Linked DNA regions of Sus scrofa: region 1 is linked to region 2. Evidence: chromatin contacts called from public HiChIP or PLAC-seq data. All regions are on one chromosome and are shown on one strand. Each heading gives the region's core, a stretch centred on a gene start, on an enhancer-like site or on the middle of the called end of the contact. The rest is flanking DNA. Distances are from core to core; before and after follow the strand shown. Region 1 has its middle 82 kb from the start of MIR1343. Region 2 holds the start of CD44 (CD44 antigen).

Region 1 (5,838 bases), core at 1,163-3,662, 100 kb before region 2:
TTGTTTAGAAATTTTAAATGATAGAACTGTTGCCTCAGCACTTTAAAGATAATGATTTCATTGTTTTATGGCCTGCACCATTGCTGATAAAAAGTCTTTCAGTTATTTTGATTGCTTATTACTTTTCAGTTAATCTTTTTTATTTCTGGTTGTTTTTCATTGTCTTTGATGTTTTTCATTTCCTCACAAATAGCTTAGGGGTGAATTTATTTTTATTTGTACTGTCCAGTACTCTTGTGTACTTTTTTCTGTCAGAGAACTGAGAACTTGTTTCTTTCTTCAATTCTGGAAATTTCTTCCCTATTATCTTTTTAAAAATTATCCTTTTATCCTACATTCTTGATTCTTTCTTTCTGGAATTCCCATTAAATAAAGGATGACATGTTGTAAAAATACAAGCAACACCATTTATATTGGATGCTTGTGAATGGTAGCATTTACAACTGAGTAGCATAGCAGCCCGATTTTATATCTGCTGGATTTTCTCAACCTAGCCTCCATATTTTCTGTCTGTTTATATTTGCCATCTGTTCTCTGTGATATATTTTAGACAGTTTTCTCAGTTTTATCTTCCAATTCACTAATTTTCTCAGCAGCACATCTATTTTTCTATTAATTATCTTATTGACTGTGTTTCCATTCAGTTCTTTTTCAAATCTGTCTTTTATTTTACTGTACTATACTCTCCTCTCACTATGAGTCATATTTCTTCCTCCCCCCATTTCCTTAAACTTCTTAATTATTTGAAACATTTCTTTTAGGCTGTTCTACTAGATTTAGATTGTTCTACTAGGTCCAGCTCCTAGGGGGCTAACTATTTTGTTTATAGTGCCTGATGACTCTCTCCTATGGTAGATTATTTATGCACATAGCTTATCATTTTATTTCTGTTGATGTCATAAGCTTCAGCAGGAGGCTTATCTACTCTGGAATTTGGAAGAGTCTGTAAAGAATTGTCTTGTTTTAATTTCTGCTCCTAAGTCTTCTTGGATAGGATTTCTACACAAATAGTAGAATCCCATCAGTACACCTGTGTTTTCTATAGGCTTGGAGTATGTATATCTCAAGTGCATATTTATTCTTCACCTTATGTCCTTGGCAAATGACAGGCTTCCTTTATCTTTTTTTTTTTTTTAACTTTTATGCCAATCATTGTATTTTCATACAATGGATAAATTCTTAAAATTTTTCATGAAAATCAAAACCATACGTTAAATGCAACGCTAAATGTTTTCCGAAAGTAAATAATCACCTTCTAATCTACCAAAAAGTAAATACAGGCCCAACGGTAGGATGTTGTTTTAAATTTAATTTGGCATTGTCCATTTAAAAAGTGATTGGGCTATCTTGATATATCCCCCAGTACCCCTCACGTCACCCACTTACAAAGCAGAACATTCAGCAGAACTTTGAATATTGTTCAGTGATTCTCAACTGTCACTTAATACTGTGCGTAGAAATTCACCAAAAAAAAAAAAAAAAAAAAGAACTAAGGGTTTGGGTTTGCATATGAATTCAGAGGTAGCCTGGGAGTTTGGGGGTTTCTAACTGTGGGCCCCCCAAGCCCTCTTTTTTTGGTGGTATTGACAGCTTCTTGTGAAAAGACAAAATGCCTGTGTTTTGGGTGTGGCTCCCAAATTTGCTTCTGTAAGTAGTGTGACTCATTTGTTGGGCTCACTTAATATAAAGTGGTGGGAAGTTGTGGGAAGAAAACTACTTAGCAGGAGAAAAATATAGTACTTTGGGGGTTTCTAATGGCTTTCCTGAGACGAGGTGTCTGCTGAGCTGAAATGGCATTAACACTTTGAAGGGTGTGTTCTGTGCCTGGCACAAGACATGAAGCTAGTATCATCTGCCGATTTCTACTGGGAAGGAAGGATCCTGACACTGATTGAACACCCGTCGTATGTGGGATCCTGAGCCAGGTGCTTTGCATTAAAAGATAGTGTTTTTTTAATCCTCATTAAAAAACCTTGTTTTATACATAAGGGGGCTAAGATTTAGAAAGATTTGACAGTCTTATTCATGGTTCCATAGCCAGCAAGTAGCTAAGAAAGCTTGGATTTTAAAGCCAATGTTCTTTCAGAATCCACTGGGCCTGGAAGGATGTACAGTAAATTCAGTTCACTGCTGGGAAAGTATGTGAAGGGCTTAAATTAGCAACTGCACCACCTTAAGAAAAGTTAAAGAGAACCCGTGTGTGGCAAAGGGAATTTTTTTTCTAGTAACAATTTTTATCACTTTGTACTTCCTGTGTCTGATGCTCTGTCTCCATAGTGAGGTTGCACCCAGCATGAGTATCCTGGGGCTCCATGAATATTACTCGTCTCTAATGTATTCCCTCAGTCCTTGTACGAGGCCGAATGCTGACGCCTGGGATGAGCCTCAGCAGACGTCAAACTTGTGTGTCATTTTATGAGTGAGAGCTTCTGAGCTGACTCCCATGAGCTGTGACTCACGGGGCTTCTAATTATAACTTGTCCTGGCTTCTCAGATAATGGGCTTGTCTCAATGGTTTCCAGGACAGATTAGATCAGTCCTATATTTTGTGGGTCTTTGGCGTACAGCCAAGTCGTGTTACCCTTTTAGAAACAGAGCGGAGACTGATGTGCTGTCCAGAGTGTGAATGGTGCCGCTAAAGTTTTCACAGTAACTTGACCACACCTCTTAGCAAGTGTTCTCAGGGTTCAGATGCCGGTGGTGGGGTTTGGCAGCCCTGCTTCAGCCCTCAACACTAGAGTGTACAAATCCTAAAAGAGCCTTGGCACCGTGAGAACATTCGTATCCCATGGCTGATGGGTCATAGACTTTACATCCCACAGAACCAGAAACTTAAGAACGAACACCAGAGGCAATAGCAATAGAGAGGGCAAAGAGAGGGCAGACCTAGAACAGAAGGCATGTCATCAGACCTGTGGAAACTGACAGACCATGTACTCGTGGGGCATGTCCTGGTGACGCTGGGAAGTCATTCGGTAGACAGTGCTGGCAATTAGTAGTCTTGCAAGGCACACAGCAAAAGCCTCTGAAACACAGGCTACACTGACACAAATGCAGGGTCTGAAAGCGACCTGAGAGCTCCAGTGTTTAATTAGCACACTTTACAGACCAACCACAGCTCAGAAAGGCGAGCGTTACACAGATGGGTAGAGCCCGCTATTTTTTCAATTCCCCGATTAACATTTTTAATGCACAACAAATACCTAAGTTTTTCCTCCAAGATTAAAATATTTTCCTGTGTTTATGAGTCAGTTGACTAAAACTGAGCTGGGATGGGGCGGTGATTGGGGTCATCTTAAAAGAAGTAGGCAATATAATTCAGGAGTTCCCATCATGGCACAGTGGTTAACGAATCTGACTAGGAACCATGAGGTTGTGGGTTCGATCCCTGGCCTTGCTCAGTGGGTTAAGGATCTAGCATTGCCGTGAGCTGTGGTGTAGGTTGCAACATGGCTTGGATCCCTCGTGGCTGTGGCTGTGGCTGTGGCTGGTAGCTCTAGCTCCAACTAGACCCCTAGCCTGGGAACCTCCATATGCCGCGGGAGCGGCCCTAGAAAAGGCAAAAAGACAAAAAAAAAAAAAAAAAAAAAAGACATAGGCAGTATAATTCAATGGCATATTTCCAGATGTAGAATCTTTAGAATGTGACGCCACATCTCAAGCTGTTTCTCTATGGTTCATGCAGAAATTTTTATAGTGAGCTCAGAGCTCAGGACTTGGAGGGTGAATCTGCACTGAGATTTTTTCTTTTCTGTCCTTCTTGTGTCCCTTCTTTACCTTTGCACCTCATCAACCCTGACCAAATTGCTGAGACAGCTCATGATGGGGTGAGGATGAGAAGGAGTCAGAAAAAGGGCAAGAGGGGCCTGGGGGCAGGTCTCAGCATGAGTTGAACTTGAAAGAGACCAAGACCATATGCCGAATATGAAGGGCCAAAGTCAAAGTAGACCCAAGCTCGGGAGCAGGCAGAGACAAGGTTCCAGAAGAATAGGAGCAAGCCAAGGAGAAGGGTCTGTGGAGGGAACAGCAGAGAGATTGCCAACACTTTCAACTTATAGGAACTACTAGAGCAACAGATTGGAGATCAAGCTTGGTGCGATTGTTCTGTCTGCTCTGGACAACAAATGAACATTAAATGCAGTGTATGTTTGCTCCATATATATTCCAAATGGTTAAAGTACAAGGTTACCAGACTTTCTCATTTCTACCCCTTATGACTGGTGACCTTGGGCACGTCATTTATCTTTTCAGTGTCTCATTTTCCCAGTTTGTAAAATGGGATAAAAACCTGTTAAATGCAAAATAAAGGAACATTGCTTGAACAATGCCTGGGTTGCAGTCAGCAGTCAATAAGTATTAGCTGTTATCACAATGCTATCCCTTATCTTGGACAACTGCCCTGAAAAGCTTTAGGGGTATTCACAGTAAGTACAGATGCAGCTCAAATACAAAAGGCCACAAAGAATATGGGGTTGATTGAATAATTTCTTTTTTTCTGACAATGCCTATAAGGTGTTTTGAGTCTGGAGTATTTAAAACAAAACTTAAAAGTATGCTGGTGGCAGTAGGTTTGGGGGGACCATTCTAAAAACAATATGGATTTCATAAAGCAACTCCATCTAATCCACAATGGCTCGCAGTGTGGGCTTTTGTTTAAACCAGTCATGACACTTAATTAGCTTGCTCTCTGATTATTCTGAGTCTCCAAACTTTTGAAAATCCTCCCTCTGCACTGAAGCTGGAGGGTGGGGAGATGGGAGTGAGAAGTTTTGACCATGCAGCCTTGGACCTCATATTGTGTAACAGACTTTACTGTGTATACATGGAGCTTGATGGTGGCGTGACCTCTTCTCTCAACTTCACTTGTTATCCTACTAGGACCTCTGAGTCCAGAGACTGTTCACTCAATCCCCTCATACTGTGGGTTGAAGGGTCCCTCTCCCCCCACCCTCTTTCTCCTTCCCTCCCTCCCTCTGTTTCTCAGTATTTCTGCCCTCAGTGCTCAACCTACTGGTCAAACTTGGTTTTCTGAGAACTCAAACATCTGCCTTCCTCGCTATGTCAGAGGTGGTTGTTATTCTCAGTGACACAGCTTTCAGGTGGACAGTTCCTAATCCCTTGGTTCTTTGAATCCCTCATGACCAATGGCCACCCCTCCAAATCCACCTCCATCACCCACTCATCGTTTTGTACCTGGACACTGTCCTCACTGGAAAGGATGCTCCATCTGCAACCTGGGTGTCAGAACCCCGTCTCTGGCCATTGGCTCCCACTCTCCATCTCCCTCCTCTATCTGAGATGTCATACTTGATCTCAGAGCCAAAACTTTAATTCCCCAGAGCTGTCTTCCTACACAGCAGCTCTTTTCTTTATTCACATCCCAGCTTATCCCAGCTTGGAGTGTGTGGCTCACTCTTAAAATCTCTCTTGCAAATATCCTCAACTCTCTTGCCTTATCCTTTGTCCTATTCAGCTGGCTCAACCTTAACTCCTTAATGAATTCACCATTCTACCTTCTGTCTTCTCTATGCTTCTCAGAAAAACTAGACATCGTGGGAGAAAAACCAAAGAATTTAGTTCACTGGTTTCACTTAAAATTCATAATCACAAGTTTTAAAAGGTATTTTGCAATTGTACCATTTTTTAATAGCAGTCTATTCCCAGTTTCCAAGGTTTCCAAGATTATTTGTACTCAAAACATACTCTCTTCCTCTCCTTATCTCGGGGGGGAGGGGGTCCCGCTCCCAAATTTCACTAATAAAAGTGACCAGACATGCATAACCTTCTTTTCCCAAAGATAACATAAAAACTACAAGCCTGTCTATGTGACATCATTGT
Region 2 (5,452 bases), core at 2,472-4,971:
ACCTGTCCCCTTTGGTAGCCCTAAGTTTTTCCAAGTCTGTTTCTGCTCTGCAGATAAGTTCATTTGTATCCTTTTTTTAGATCCCATAGATAAGTGATATCATACATGGTTGCCTTTCACTGTCTGACTAATTTCAGTTACTATGATAATTTCTAATTGTACCCATGTTGCTGCAAATGGCATTATTTCCTTCTTTTTTTTTTTTTTTTATGACCAAGTAACATTCCATTGTCTAAATGTATCTAAGCCTTTGCTCTGACCTCTGTGGTCTGTTTCTGAGGGGGTGGGAGTGGGGGCTCCAAGGAACTGTCTAGTTCCATGAAACAGAAAGACAAACATTGTTTCTAGGGTTTCTAGTGAACATAAATACCCAACCCATCTTTCTTCCTCCTCCAAAAAAAAAAAAGAAAAAAAGAAAAAAAAAAAAAAAAGAAAGAAAAGAAAAAAGAAAGCTGAAAGCCCTGTAAGTGACATGAGGTGGCCAAGGCCATTCTTGTCTAGTGTTCTTTCCATGGAACTCACCAGGGCTGGTTTCTCAGGTGGTCAGAGCCTGAAGATCAACCTGGGAGCTAGTTGGTGCTCAGATGTTTCAGGAGAGAGTCCTCTTGGTCAGAGACAGCAGCATGACCAATTCTGCTGCTATAGGCAGCATTTTTCTTTTTCTTTTCTTTCTTTTTTTATTTTTATTTATTTATTTATTTTATTTTTAGGGCTGCACCCAAGGCATATGGAGGTCCCCAGGCTAGGGGTCAAATCAGAGCTACAGCTGCCATGCTGGCCTACACCACAGCCACAACAACACCGGATCTGAGCTGGGTCTGCGACCTAATAGCTCATGGCAACGCCAGGTCCTTAACCCACTGAGCAAGGCCAGTGATTGAACCCACATCTTCATGGATCCTAGTTGGGTTCATTAACTGCTGAGCCACGAAGGGAACTCCCAGGCAGCATTTTTCAACGTGCCTGCTGGGCAGGTGGGGCTCAGAGGCACCCTCTTCCTTTCAGATGGGCCACCCTATGAGTGGTTTGAGTGTTTGGGGAGTAGTAGGTCCAGTGATTTTTCGGCCCCCAAACCTTCTCCCTGAGAATGCAAGAGGAGTAGCCTGTAGTCAAGGAGGCTCTCCCCAGCTCAAAACCTTACCCTGAACTAGATAGTGTTTATTAGCTAGATGTTTGCTTTTTTTTTGCTTTTTAGGGCTGCACCTGTGGCATATGGAAGTTCCCAGACTAGGGGTCCAATTGGAGCTATGGCTGCCAGCCTGTCAGGGCCACAGCAAGGCAGGATCCGAGCTGCCTCCGTGACCTACACCACAGCTCATGGCAATGCTGGATCCTTAACCCACTGAGTGAGGCCAGGGATCGAACCCACAACCTCATGGTTCCCAGTCGGATTCGTTTCTGCTGTGCCAGGAAGGGAACACCCCCCCCCCCCATAGATTCTTACGTTGAAATCTTAACCCCAGTGTGATGGTATTAGGAGGTGGGGCCTTTAAGAGGTAATTAGGTCATATGGGTGGAGCCCTCATGAATGGGATTAGTGCCTTTATAAGAAGAGACACACAAAAGAGCTTGTCCTCCTCAAGCTCCCTCTCTCTCTGCCCCCACCCCCCGCCCCCCTGCGAGGCTAGGAGAAAACTGACAAGATGACCGCCTGCAAACCAGAGTGTTCTCACCAGAACTGTACCATCCTGGCACCCTGATCTTGGACTTCTCAGCCTCCAGAACTGTGAGAAATAAATTTCTGTTCTTTAAGCCACCTAATCTATAGTATTTTGTTACGGCAGCCTGAACTAAAACAGTGCTTGCTGATGGCTGCGTAATTTTGTGCCTGTACTAAACGCTACCTAATGACTAGCATGTCAAATTTCATGTTATGTCTATTTTAGTACAACAATAATAATAAGCTTATATTAGCTCCCTATTTCTTAGGAATCAAGCTCGATCTTCCCAGTAAAACTTAGAAATGGCTCACCCCACTAATTCTCATGTCTTGCTGGCCCCCCTCAACCTCTTCCTCTGATCAAATGTTCAAGTCATTCCAAACTGCTCTCCACAATCAAAAGGTAATTACTTTCCCTCAGAAATTCTGGCACAGCTCCTTCAGGGTCTTTTTTGTCAGAATCACTGGTAACCACTGTCATTTTCTGTATGTCTCACCAGGCAAGAATTCCATTAAGATTTACTTTCAGTAGTCCACATGAGCAACAAATACTGCTTCTGCATTTCACATATTAAATCACAGTATATTACGGATAGATATGACAGTGTGATATAAGGTAGGGTTTATGCCTCCCCTGAAGAATATGACAATTTCCTCCTCCTTTCGAGATTTGTTGGGTAGCCTAGATGGAGGAAAGTGGATTAACCCTTGCATAGATAGGAATATACATGGCAGCAAGAAAGAAGGGATAGACGCATGGGTGGGTGAGAGGGTGGATAAAATGGTGAATGGATATGTGGAGGATGGATGGGTGGATGGGCGAATAATGGATGGATACATGTATGATGAGATATACGGGTGGATGGAAGGAGACGAGGACAGTGTATAGATGGATGTGGATTTACAAAGAAATATGAGGAGTTCCCGTAGTGGTGCAGTGGTTAAAGAATCCGACTAGGAACCATAAGGTTGCAGGTTCGGTCCCTGCCCTTGCTCAGTGGGTTAACGATCCGGCGTTGCCGTGAGCTGTGGTGTAGGTCGCAGACGCGGCTCAGATCCTGCGTTGCTGTGGCTGTGGTGTAGGCCGGTGGCTACAGCTCTGATTGGACCCCTAGCCTGGGAACCTCCATATGCCGCGGGAGTGGCTCAAGAAATAGCAAAAAGACAAAAAAAAAAAAAAAAAAAAACAAAAAAAAAAAACAAAGAAATATGAAAAGATTAAGGACAGCTGGATGAGAAGCTGGATGAGAGGGTGGTTGGAAGGATATGTGGTTAGATAAATGCATGGAAAGAAGGATGGATGGCTGTGAGTGTCTACTGGATGGACAGATGCACGAGCCCTGGAGGGAGGTAAGGTAAGATGGGTAGAGAGATGAATCAGTGGATGGAAGGATACTTGGGAGGATGAATGAGTGTGTGAGTGAGTGCGTGGATGAATGGGTGGATGGTTCCAGGTGCCAGCCTGAGGCTGGATGATAACAGGTGGGTCAGTGGCTGGTTATCATTAGCCTTCTCTGAGTGGTCCTGATAAGAATCAAAAATCCACCTGAGGCTGTGAACTTCCTTCTCCTTCGAGGGAAGAAGAATGTGCACTTCCTCTCTTCCCTGGGAAGAATCACAAGCTCCCCATCATGGGCAGGGAAGCACCACTCTCCAGGGCAGGACCTGGCTCTGTCCCAGCTCTTCTCCCAGAATATCCAGCTGCCTCTGAAAACCCAGGGAGAAGAGCTCCCCAGCCAGATGCAAAGAGAAACAGTAAAGAGGAGAAGCCAGAGGCTGATCCCAAAGGGCTGAAGTTTTACGACTCAGTCATTCCCTGCTGCGTCCAAAGGCTGGGCTCCCAGTCGCCTCTGGAGCGGAAAGCCGGTGCCTCCCGGTACGATGGAACCCCGCGGCCCCCCGGGGCACCCGCTTTGGCACCCGGTGTTACCATCTCCGTGGAGAAGGGGGCGGGGGCAGCGAGGCCAGCGCCAAGGAGAGCCGGTACGTCTTTAAACTTCTGCCGGCTGCTTAGTCACAGCCCCCTCGCTTGGGTGTGTCCTCCGCTCGCTCCCTCCCTCTTAGGTCACTCACTCAACCCTCGAATAAAAACTGCACCCAACTTCCCAGGCGCCCTCACTGCCAGCCGGACCCCAGCCTCGGACAGGTTCTGGCGCCCTGCTCGTCCAGTGCTCTGCCGGCCCCCGCCCAGCGCCCCGGCCCTTCCATGTCACCCGCTCACTCTCTCCGTCGTTCCGACGCCATGGACACCTTTTGGTGGCGCGCAGCTTGGGGACTCTGCCTCGTGCAGCTGAGCCTGGCGCAGATCGGTGAGTGCCTGCCGAGGCGGTGGGAGGGAGTGACAGGAGTGGCCGGGACCCGCCGGCAGTCGCGCGGGTTGAGTTGGCCCTGGGGCACCTGAGTCAAGTGGGCGGCGAGCGGCTGGGATTTGGGGAAGGAGAGCCGGGCACGGATTTGCGCTAAGCTGGTGGAGAGCCTGTTGGTGGAAAGCACCGTTTTGTTGAAAAGAGAAAGAACGAAGAAAAGTTTGCTGGGCAGGCTGCCGGCGGTGGCGCGCAGTTTTGGGTGAGGTTGTTGGAGCCCTAGAAGCACAAGGCAGAAAGTAACTGTATTCCTGGGCGCGCACAGCCCGCGCGTCTGGACTAACAGGCTCTGGTGCCCAAGGGCGCTGGAAGCCCGGCTGGGCTGTGGCCGGGCAGAGCTGGGCAGGGCAGGGACAGGGGCTAGGGCAGAGGCAGGGCTGTTGGCGAGGTGGCCATAGAGGTGGGCACAGTGGCTATGTGTGAGGGCTGGTGGCCATGAGCTTTCTAGAAAGGGGTCCTGGGTTCCAAGGCTCTTACAGTTGGCTCCAGTCACTAAGGATCTTAACACTGTGGGAACCTGAACCAGCACTGTGGCAAGGTTCTGGGTCTCCACGAGGTGCCAGCCTGGGTCAGGGAGTGTGAATAGGAGAGGCACTGACTGGGCCAGCTGCTAGGTCCTGGCAACCTCCTGCTTCTGCCGATCAGTTAGGGGAAATCCAGCCAGCAGCGATGTGGCTCGTATTCCCTGCCTGGCAGCCTCTAGGCAGGATGGGGGAACCTGGGCACCAGGGTGGCATCAGGAATCCTGGATCTGGGGCTGCCAATATCCCATCCCAATAGGCTCCATGCCCTTCAGTGGCTGTTGGGGGGAGAGGCTGTGTGTGATGTATTGGTGAGGCTGAACTCCAAGCATTCCTTTCTTTTGTCTATAGAGGTACAGATAATTACATGGCTGATTTGGTTATCGCTAGAAAAATTAATTATTTTTCTTTTAAGAAGTGCCAGCTGGGTCATTAGAACAGCTCAACCTATGGTTAATTCCACTCAGCAAGTGTTTATTAAACACAACCCTGGGAGTACCAAGAAAGTAAAAGACACAATCCTAGTTGGGTGCATTAGAAGGACATGTGGGGATCTAAGATGTAGATTCCTCAAACAGAACAAAAGTAATCACCGATCATAATAATTAATATTAATAGGGATGACTGCACTAGCTACTATTTCTTATGCACTTTTGCTGTGCCAGGCACTGTGCTGAATTCTTGACTTGGGTTATCTCATTTCACCCTTGTGATGGCCCAGTGTGGTGTTGTTAGCCTTTTTTTTTTTTTTTTTTTTTTTTTTACAGGAGGGAAACACAGTGAAGCTCAGAGAGGTTAAGTGACTTGCTGATGTTCACACAGCCAGAAGGATGGGTGGTCGTGTGAACCAGACCCCTGAGCCTATTGCTTAATCAGAATATGTTAGGCTGGGTGTGTGGCATAGACAG

The links. HiChIP or PLAC-seq counts read pairs in DNA pulled down with a chosen protein or histone mark.
Region 1: a contact with region 2 is called in an H3K27ac HiChIP or PLAC-seq map of alveolar macrophages. The contact joins the enhancer-like site here to the promoter of CD44 in region 2. A contact is called at or near these places in 5 of 47 Hi-C or Micro-C datasets (embryonic fibroblasts, fibroblasts, heart right ventricle and 1 more) and 2 of 2 datasets of contacts at active chromatin or transcription factors (alveolar macrophages and skeletal muscle).

What each region holds. Positions count from the first base shown.
Region 1 is chr2:25,981,410-25,987,247 of Sscrofa11.1, reverse strand. No RefSeq gene overlaps it. Among named protein-coding and RNA genes, the nearest start is that of MIR1343, 82 kb to the left of the region's middle. Within about 2 kb of position 2,412, at least 18 of the 83 cell types and tissues checked have an H3K27ac peak or open chromatin away from gene starts, as enhancers often do. A contact at or near this core is called in alveolar macrophages and skeletal muscle, where this site is marked.
Region 2 is chr2:25,882,478-25,887,929 of Sscrofa11.1, reverse strand. It overlaps CD44 (CD44 antigen), which reads left to right and starts at 3,721. Exons shown (of 14, transcript XM_013994425.2): 1 at 3,721-3,969. The coding sequence starts at 3,867.